3 separate regions of the Mus musculus genome follow, and regions 2 and 3 are each linked to region 1. The links are chromatin contacts, called in public Hi-C and promoter capture Hi-C maps. All regions are on one chromosome and are shown on one strand. Each heading gives the region's core, a stretch centred on a gene start, on an enhancer-like site or on the middle of the called end of the contact. The rest is flanking DNA. Distances are from core to core; before and after follow the strand shown.

Region 1 (2,700 bases), core at 198-2,697:
AGAGAGAAAGGGTATTATGTATCTAACAAGACATCCTCAGACCTACAGAAACCAAATGTGGCAATGCCAGGGAAAGGCCCTTCTTAGGGAAAGAGTTACTAAATAACCCCTTCACTTTCAAAGGTCTTCCAGTCTCTGGGCAAAAGCAAGTTGGGAAGGCACTAGTTTCCCCCCCAATGTGTAAGGGGGTGGGGGAGCGTCCCCTTCTGAAATGCCAACCACCTTTCTGGCTGGTTCTTCCAAATCGTTTTAATGCTGCACTTCCCAACTGTATAATTTGAGAGAAGAGAGCTCACACATCTTGTTTCCTCATTGCACTCCAGGTTATCTCTGTCAGCAACCCCCTTAAGTAGCCTGTTCTTACCAAAGGTTCCCTTCCCCAGTATAATCCTTCCTAGGCCAAAGCTCAGTGTTTGGGGTGGAGTAGGGAAGTCAAAGGGTAATTTCATTTTAAGCAGTGAACCGCTGTGACATCTCCAAAGACAAGCACCCCAACGCCTGAACAGCAAAAATGCTGTTTCAGCAAACACTTTTTGAAAAGCGGCAGAGACCTGGTGGAAAGGAAAGAAACGGACAACAAGGAGAGTGGGGAGTGAGGGGAAAGTCAGTGCCACCGATCGATCGACGCTCACACTTCAAGGGACGTCCCCCACATCGCCCCAGCCCACGCTACCGGACTTAAAGCACACGGAGAAAAGACCGGCGCGTGATTCAGTGGGACAATGACTACTGTGGGCACTGGAAATAGGGTGAAGGCGGAAAGGGGTTTGCAGTGGGGTGCCCTGTGCATCCTACTCGGCACGCTGGTCTTCGAGACTCGATCCAGTTCCACGCTAACACCCCCCTCCCCTAAATTCTTCCAAAGTGAGAGCTGGTCGTAGGTCCTCACGCTGCCGCATCAGAGAGCTCGGGAAAGGGAGGAAGACTCCAGCCAGCAACCCCGCTGCAGGATGCAACTCGGGAAGGAAAGCAGTGGGGCGGCTCCCGGGCCACCGCCGGGTCCGGACGTGGGGCGCAACGGCCCCTTACCTCTAGGGTCCGGATCTCCTGCTGTGTGAGGTCGTTAGACACTGAGCACTTGGTGCGCAGCCCGCGCAGACTGCCGATGGAGATATCGATGAGCTTCTGCAGCTGGCCGCACTGCTGCAGCGCCCGGCTGACGGCGGCCCCTGCGCCCCCGTCCGCCGCGGCGCCCCCGCCGCCGCCCTCCTTTTTCTCGCCCATCGCTGCCGCGCGCAACGCCGCTCTATCCATGCCTCGGCATCGGGGCCGCTGGGGGCCGAGGCGAGGAGCCCGGGGACACGGGCGCCTCGGCAGGAAAGCCCCGAGCCAGGAAGGCTGCACTAGGAGCGCCCCTTGGCGCCGCCTAAGCCTGCAGTCCCGAAAGCCTGCTGCCCAGTCCGCTCCTCCTCCCGCCCAGACGCGGCGGCAAAGCGAAAGCCTCCACTACCCGACGGCTGTGGTTGTTGGAGCCTTTAAGCGACAGCGGGGGCCGGATCGGGGCCGCGACGCATTCTGGGACTTGTAGTCCGCGCATCGCATCTGCTTTCTGGCCCGCGCCCTCGGGGCCCCGCCCGCACTTCGGCCCCGCCTGACGTCTAGAAGGGGCTGCTCTGCGCCTGCTCCAATTCGTGCGCGTCGTGGTCTAGGGAGTTTGATTCCTTTACCCCCATCTCCCACTACTACACCCTTCTCACACACGCAAGCGCACACACATCAGTAGCTTTCCGAGACTGGCGAATGGGGTGGGGAAGGGGCTGATGGCTCAGACCCAGATAACCCCTGTCTTGTAGGATATTGAGGGTCCTAAAATTTTTGTATGAGTTTAGGGGTTACCATGTATGGGAATGCGCTAAAAGTGTAGCTCAGCGGCAGAACATTTGCCAGGCAAACACAAAGCCCTAGGTTTGATTCCCCAACACTATCAAAAGAAAAGAAAAAGAAACACCCACCTTCATCAAAATCTCACAACACCCGACGAGGCTGTGTTTGTGTTCACATAGAGCTTGACCCTGAATTGTCACACCAAAGTTACTGTGCAGGCAAGGAGAAAGGACTTTCTTCTGTGTTCTATTTACTCAACAAAATAAATTTAGTGCCCCCCATACCCTGTAGATGCCACATGGGCAAAATATTAATTTGTTGAACAGTTCTAAGAGTTTCGAGCCAGAGAGAACCTGGGTCTACCCAGTATGTGAACTTGGACAAATAGCTTTCCTCTGAGTGCCCAAGTTTCCCCTTCACATCAAATAGGGTAGTCATAGCCATCTAGTCTAGAGGGTTTCTTTAAAAAAGTTATGTTTCTAACAGCACCCATATTAACTGCTGGCATGTGCGATCAAGTATACATGCTAGCTCCTTTCTAACTTCACACTATCTAGATGAGACCCTGAGCCTCAGCAGTCAGTGGTCTTAGCAGTGGTGTTTCCCAGTCTGCCCTAATTTAAGCTTTACCACACCTGCTCATTCTCCTCTCCCATCAGTCCACCTCACATGTTCTAGCAATAAAAATGAAGTGAAAATGAGCCAGGTGGCAGTGGCACTCTGGAAGCAGAGGCAGGAGAATCTCTGTGAGTTCCAGGCCAGCCTGGTCTACAGAGCAAGTTCCAAGACAGCCAGGGCTACACAGAGAAACCCTGTCTCGAAAAAAGAAGTAAAAACTGAAGTCAAGTGTACACACTTTTAATCCCAGCACTCCAG
Region 2 (2,700 bases), core at 13-2,512, 450 kb before region 1:
AGGTGGTGATGATGGTGGTGGTGGTGACCTGCTGCAGCTGCAGATGTACCGCCATTGTAAGCCGCCATCATTTTTGCGTTGGCTCTTGTGCCACAAAGAGACATTCAAAAAAATGCCCTTTGATTGGAAAGCAAACTGGGTCAAGCTGTCATTTGGCCATTTAAAAAAATGAAGAAAAACCACTCACTCCACCTCAAAAAACATAGAGCGGAACTGGCTTTATGTCTTCATCGGTCAATCCAGACAAGTTTGACAATCTTGGGTGTTCGATTTGGGGGTGAGAGTGTGTGGAAGGGTATGGGTTGTCAAAATAAAAGTTAAGAACATAAAATAAGAAGAAAAAAAAAAGGAAAAGAAAAAGGGAAAAGGGCCCCTTCCCCCCAGGATTCCTGCCACAAGTGGATACTAAAACTCCATTCTTAATGGGGGGGAGGTTCCAACTTTGAATGTGGGAATAAAGGCCAAACCTCCCGACCCCCTGAACTCCGCACACGAAAAGGATCTGGTAACACGCCACCCTTGGAATCTTGTAAGAGGGTTGACTCATCTACCCCTTCCATTCCCACATCCTTTTCTAAACACCTCCCACCTCCTCAAAAACACAATTAAAAAAAAATTCCAACCACTCTAAATCAAAAAAGATGAGGGGAAATTATCAGGGAAACCAGCTTCCAGCTTCCCTCCCCTCGAACTCTCAGGCCTTCCTACATCGCCCCCTACTCCGAGTCTGGTTGACCTGATTGGGGGGACTGAGGAGATGTACCAAACTTTCCTAGGCAGAATGAGCCAGGGAAGGAGGCTGGAGGAAGAGAGTGAGGCGAAGAGGCGACAGGCAGGACAGAAGAGGAGAGAGAAAACCCCGGCAAAAGTGAAGGGAAGAAGGTGCAGGGAGGGAATGAAAGAGCGGTGGGCAGTACTCGGACGCCCAGACACAGGGAACCGCCCCGGAGGAGGTTAGGGTCCCGGGGCCAAAGAATAGGAGCCCCGGGAAGCGGGCGGGGGACGGTCGGAAGCAGGCTGACTCCTGCCCCCGCCGCCGCCGGCTTGTGCTGAGGAGGGTTGGGGGGGAGAGCGGGTGGGTCCCCCGCGCGACGGCCCCTGCAGGGCTCAAGGCTGCTCCGTCTCCCCCCCTCCCCCCCACCCGGCTTCCGTGCCCACGGTCGCTTTCTCCACAGCCGCCGTGACCGCTTTCTCTTCAGCCGCCGCCTTCTCAGCCGCCGGTGCCGCCGCGGCCGGACTCACCTCCCCTAGCAAAGCCGGATAGAGCGGAGCCAGCGGCGGACACGCGCAACCAGCCGCCGAGGCCCCGCCCCCGCCTCACACTGACCGGCTGCCCTAGCCAATCCACGCCCACCTGTCCGCGTCCGCCTCCAATCCCTGGCCGGAAGCTTCAGACAGGCGCACTGGTCGACCAGTGGCAACCAGGTGTGGGTCTCCTGGGGAAATCCCGCCCCCGGTTCAGGATGGGCAGACAGACAGACCAATAAAAAGGCAAATCTTGGCCTGACCGACAAGACTGAAAGCCAATTAAAAATCAAAAATCTCCGTGACTTTTTTTTTTTTTCTTTCGCCTCTCTCCTCTTTTCTTTTTCTTCTTTTATTTTTTTTTTATTTTTTTATTTTTGGAAAGAGCAGGAAGCTGCGTGCTAATCCCGCCTGCAAGAGCTAGAAGAGAGGGGCGGAATGAGGAAAAAAACCAATCACGAGCCAGGAACAAAGAACAGAGAAACCAATCCTTGGGTTGAAGACTAAGTGGGATGGAACTGAGTACAAATAGATATATAATTGGACAAATGGGGGAAAAAAGATTGACATAGGTCCCGCCTTTCGTATGTCCCATTGGATAGCATTGTGGAGAATTTGCTGTCATATCGGAGACGACATCTTCAGGAGGCGGGGCTAAGAGAGAGGTGTGGTTTTGATGTGGGCGGGACTTAGGCGGAGAAGGCGGAGTCTAAATTATCACTGGTCCATTGATAGGAGCCATCTACAACTCTTTCTAAGGTACAAGATATGGGAAAAAATAGAAGGAGCAAAAAGGCATGTTAAGCTTCAAAAACTCAAGGTTTCGTAATACGAAACAAAGTAGACTCATCAGTTAAGCTTGATTTTGACCAAAAAGAGGCTTTATTTTCAGTATACCAAGACTGCAAAATTTATACAAATTAAAAACCAGGGGAAAAAAAAAACACGTTAAAGCCCCTAAACAGTAATAATCTCCCAAAGTTTTCTGGTCAAGTAAGTTCCATTCATTGAAATTTTACTAGAAGAACATCATTCTTTGATATTACTTTGCTTAACCTAAATTTATTCTTAAATACTAGGCTAACAGACATTCTTTTCAATAAAACTGTGTATCAAAACCTAGAGGCCATTTTTGATTCCTCTTTTGCCTGTCCACTCTTCCCTTTCCTATCAAGAAAGTAGTCTTAAACACCTTTGAGCTCCTCTCCACTTCTACTCCTCAATTTGCATTACCTGACTGTAACACCAATAGTGTATTTAATGCATCTCCCTGCCTACAGCTCCCTGATGGGCTGTTGAGGACATAGTAAACTTTTCAGCTCCCATCATCTGTAAAAGGTGAAGTACTGCCTGTAAAATTGTTGGTTAAACCAAGAAAGAAGGCATAGAGAAATTTCAGCAGAAAATATGAGCCCATGAAAAAAATCCCAGGATCATATGAACAATGATATATTC
Region 3 (2,700 bases), core at 117-2,616, 440 kb after region 1:
CCAGGGTGGGCTCTGAGAGACATTTTTGCAGCTCCCACCAGGGGGCAGGCCCCAGCTGCAACCTGCTTTCCATTTATCATTCATTCATTCATTCATTCATTCATTCATGTGTTAGTACCTCACAGAGAGGCATCCACCTACCAAGAAAAGAAAAACAAAAACAAAAACAAAAATCACTTTTCAGGACGGTACACCTCCCCTCTCTAGTGGTTGACTCCATGAACACGGTAGACTCTGATCCTTAAAGCCACAAGGCTTTCTTCCCAGGGAGATTGGACCTCTGGAAGAGTAAAGCATCAAATGGGGGGACAGCCTGGCTCACCCTTGGAGTCCTGACTCCAGGGGAGACTAAGCAGTCGCCACTCAGGACATCCATATTTAAGACTCATCCTGAAGACCAGAATGGAATTGGAGGCTCAGAGAGGGAGGCCCTGTGTGGTCCTTGTGCCAAACTGGGTACAAGTCCCCTGCACTCCCTGTTCACACCACTGAATTGCTCTGGGCTCACACTTGACCAGAGATCAAAAACATGAGGACACTAAGACATAGCATAACCCTTAGAGTTTCCCACCATGCACACCCTAGCAAAGTTTTAGAAATGCATGGGGATTTGGAAGAAGGGCTCAGAACTGAGGTGAGACAGACTGAGGAAGAAGCCTGCGCATATCTGGGGGCTCAGGCAAGGTCTGTGCTTGAGTTGGGCGCAACCACTCCTAAGTGGTCTGTTGTGCTGAACAAGGTTGATGGGTAGACGGGAGACTAGGCTTGACCTCTGCTCAGTTGAACTTCACTAGGAGAAGGCAAAATTGGTTGGGTCGTCCACACCCAGGATGGAGTCCCGAGCTCTGAGAGGCTGCCAGCAAAATAAGAGAGGACAGGAGCTACGGGTTCCCAAGCCACCGGTGTTTCTGGGCCCTGTTGACACTAAGCCTAATGGAAGACACTTCCTCCCACCACCACTTCTAGTCCCCTCCACCCGCCACCATTCTAAGGTTCCCTGCTCCTCCACACTGCGCCCATCCCTTTCCTTCAACAAGCGGAACGGCTTCTCAGGGGTCTCCGCTTCCAGGGAAGCGAAAGCAGCAATCGAATACTAGGCAAGGAACACCTGCAACACCCAGCGCTGACAAAGGACGCGGCCGGTGCACACTGGCTAGCCGCGGGGTGCACGGGCCGCGCTGAGTTCCAACCACCCCCCACCCCCCAACTCCAGCTCAGGTCTAGGAGGGGCGGAGCCTGGGGAGGCTCGGGTCCTTTTGTCTGCAGCCCCGCCCCGCCCCGCCCCCACGCGGGCCCGCGGCGCGCGGCAGACACGAGCGGCTGACACGAGCGGCCGCCGCGGGCGGAGGCTGCGCGCCGCAGACCCGGGCGGTGCGAGCGCGATGGCGAAGGCGGCAGCGCGGGGCTTGGGCTAGCTGCCGGCGGCGCGGATGGCGGGTGGCGCGGGCTGGGCGGGCGCCCCCGCGGCTCTGCTGCGCTCCGTGCGCCGCCTGCGCGAAGTGTTCGAGGTGTGCGGCCGCGACCCCGACGGCTTTCTACGCGTGGAGCGCGTCGCGGCGCTCGGCCTGCGCTTCGGGCAAGGAGAGGAGGTAAGGAGCTCGGGCGCGTCCCCGGGCCGGGGAAACCGCAGGGACCCCGCGCAGTCACATTCCGGGCCTCTCTGTGGATCACATGGCATGCCCGCGGTGGCCGGCCGGCCCACCTGCCGTTCCCCCTGGTCTGTCTCCAATCCCCCTTGATGTTTGGGGAGGGGAAGAGGTGCCCTTAAAATCCAGTCTCTGAGCACCCCCTCCCACACACAACCAAGTCACAGGGCTATGTGTGCACCGTGCCAGGCCTACGGGTGACAGGGATAAGCAGGGATGTTCTGCAGTCTCTGGTCCTTAGCTGTACCTACCCAACCTAGAAAAGAAGGGATGTCTGCTCCGGGCCACCCTGGATTCTGGTCCAGTTCCTGGTGACCTTCCACTCAAGCTAAATGGGCAGGCCTAGCTGGCAGCAGACTGTGCTGGCTGCAGAGGGCCAAGCAGGACCAAGCCGGGAGTGGTTAGCTGAGCCTCTGGTGTTGGTGTTGGGCCGCATGGGTGGCAGAGAGCAGAATTGTGGGTACTGTCAGCCAATGTGAAATGGCAGGGTCTGAACTGCCAGTGTGTAACGAATACCTATGCGTTGGGCTAGTGTCCTCCTGCCATCCTCACAGGGGCTAGTATCCGTGTCTGAGAGAAGGGCAGGACACCGTGTTAATGAAACCCTGCAGTGTTGAGCGTCTCTGGATTCAAAAGACCTGGTTGAACTTTGGGTTTCTAAGGTCATCTGAGACCCTCTGGGCCTTGGTTTCAACTGCTGTACTGGATGGCAAGTGGGAGGTGATGACAACCCCTTTCTAGGTGGCTGGGCACTCGCCAGAACCTGGAAATCCCCGAGAGCAGGAGGTGGAGGAGGGAGGCAGGTGTCAGGTGTGAGGACTCTGGTCCCCAGTCTCAGACAGCTTACTACTGCAGTTCTCCTTAAAGTCCTTTATCTCCTCTCTGGTTTGCTCGGGAGCATCTCCTGCTGCTACCTCAGCCTTTCTTCTACAGAGGATGCCAGCGTCCCACTTCTTGGCCAATACCTTCTACCTGAGCAGGCTGAGCAGCCCAGGAGGCTACAGGCTGCTGGTGTGGAGAATTCTCCTTGCTTTGGGCGGAAACCTGGGATCCA

The links. Promoter capture Hi-C pulls out the DNA fragments that hold promoters and counts their contacts. Hi-C and Micro-C count contacts between places; a contact is called where the count stands out from the background.
Region 2: a Hi-C map of pre-B cells shows a contact between it and region 1, with 4 times the contacts expected there. The contact joins the promoter of Nlk here to the promoter of Ksr1 in region 1. A contact is called at or near these places in 5 of 39 promoter capture datasets (cranial neural crest, hippocampal neurons, liver and 1 more), 1 of 484 Hi-C or Micro-C datasets (pre-B cells), 2 of 115 datasets of contacts at active chromatin or transcription factors (CD8 T cells and embryonic stem cells) and 1 of 9 other capture datasets (liver).
Region 3: a promoter capture Hi-C map of neural stem cells shows a contact between it and region 1. The contact joins the promoter of Rab11fip4 here to the promoter of Ksr1 in region 1. A contact is called at or near these places in 6 of 39 promoter capture datasets (cranial neural crest, frontonasal cranial neural crest, liver and 3 more).

The regions. Positions count from the first base shown.
Region 1 is chr11:79,145,026-79,147,725 of GRCm38.p6, forward strand. Ksr1 (kinase suppressor of ras 1) reads right to left here and starts at 1,448. Exons shown (of 19, transcript NM_013571.3): 1 at 1,030-1,448. The coding sequence starts at 1,254.
Region 2 is chr11:78,696,163-78,698,862 of GRCm38.p6, forward strand. It overlaps Nlk (nemo like kinase), which reads right to left and starts at 1,263. Exons shown (of 11, transcript NM_008702.3): 1 at 1-1,263. The coding sequence starts at 104.
Region 3 is chr11:79,589,846-79,592,545 of GRCm38.p6, forward strand. Rab11fip4 (RAB11 family interacting protein 4 (class II)) reads left to right here and starts at 1,367. Exons shown (of 15, transcript NM_175543.3): 1 at 1,367-1,589. The coding sequence starts at 1,431.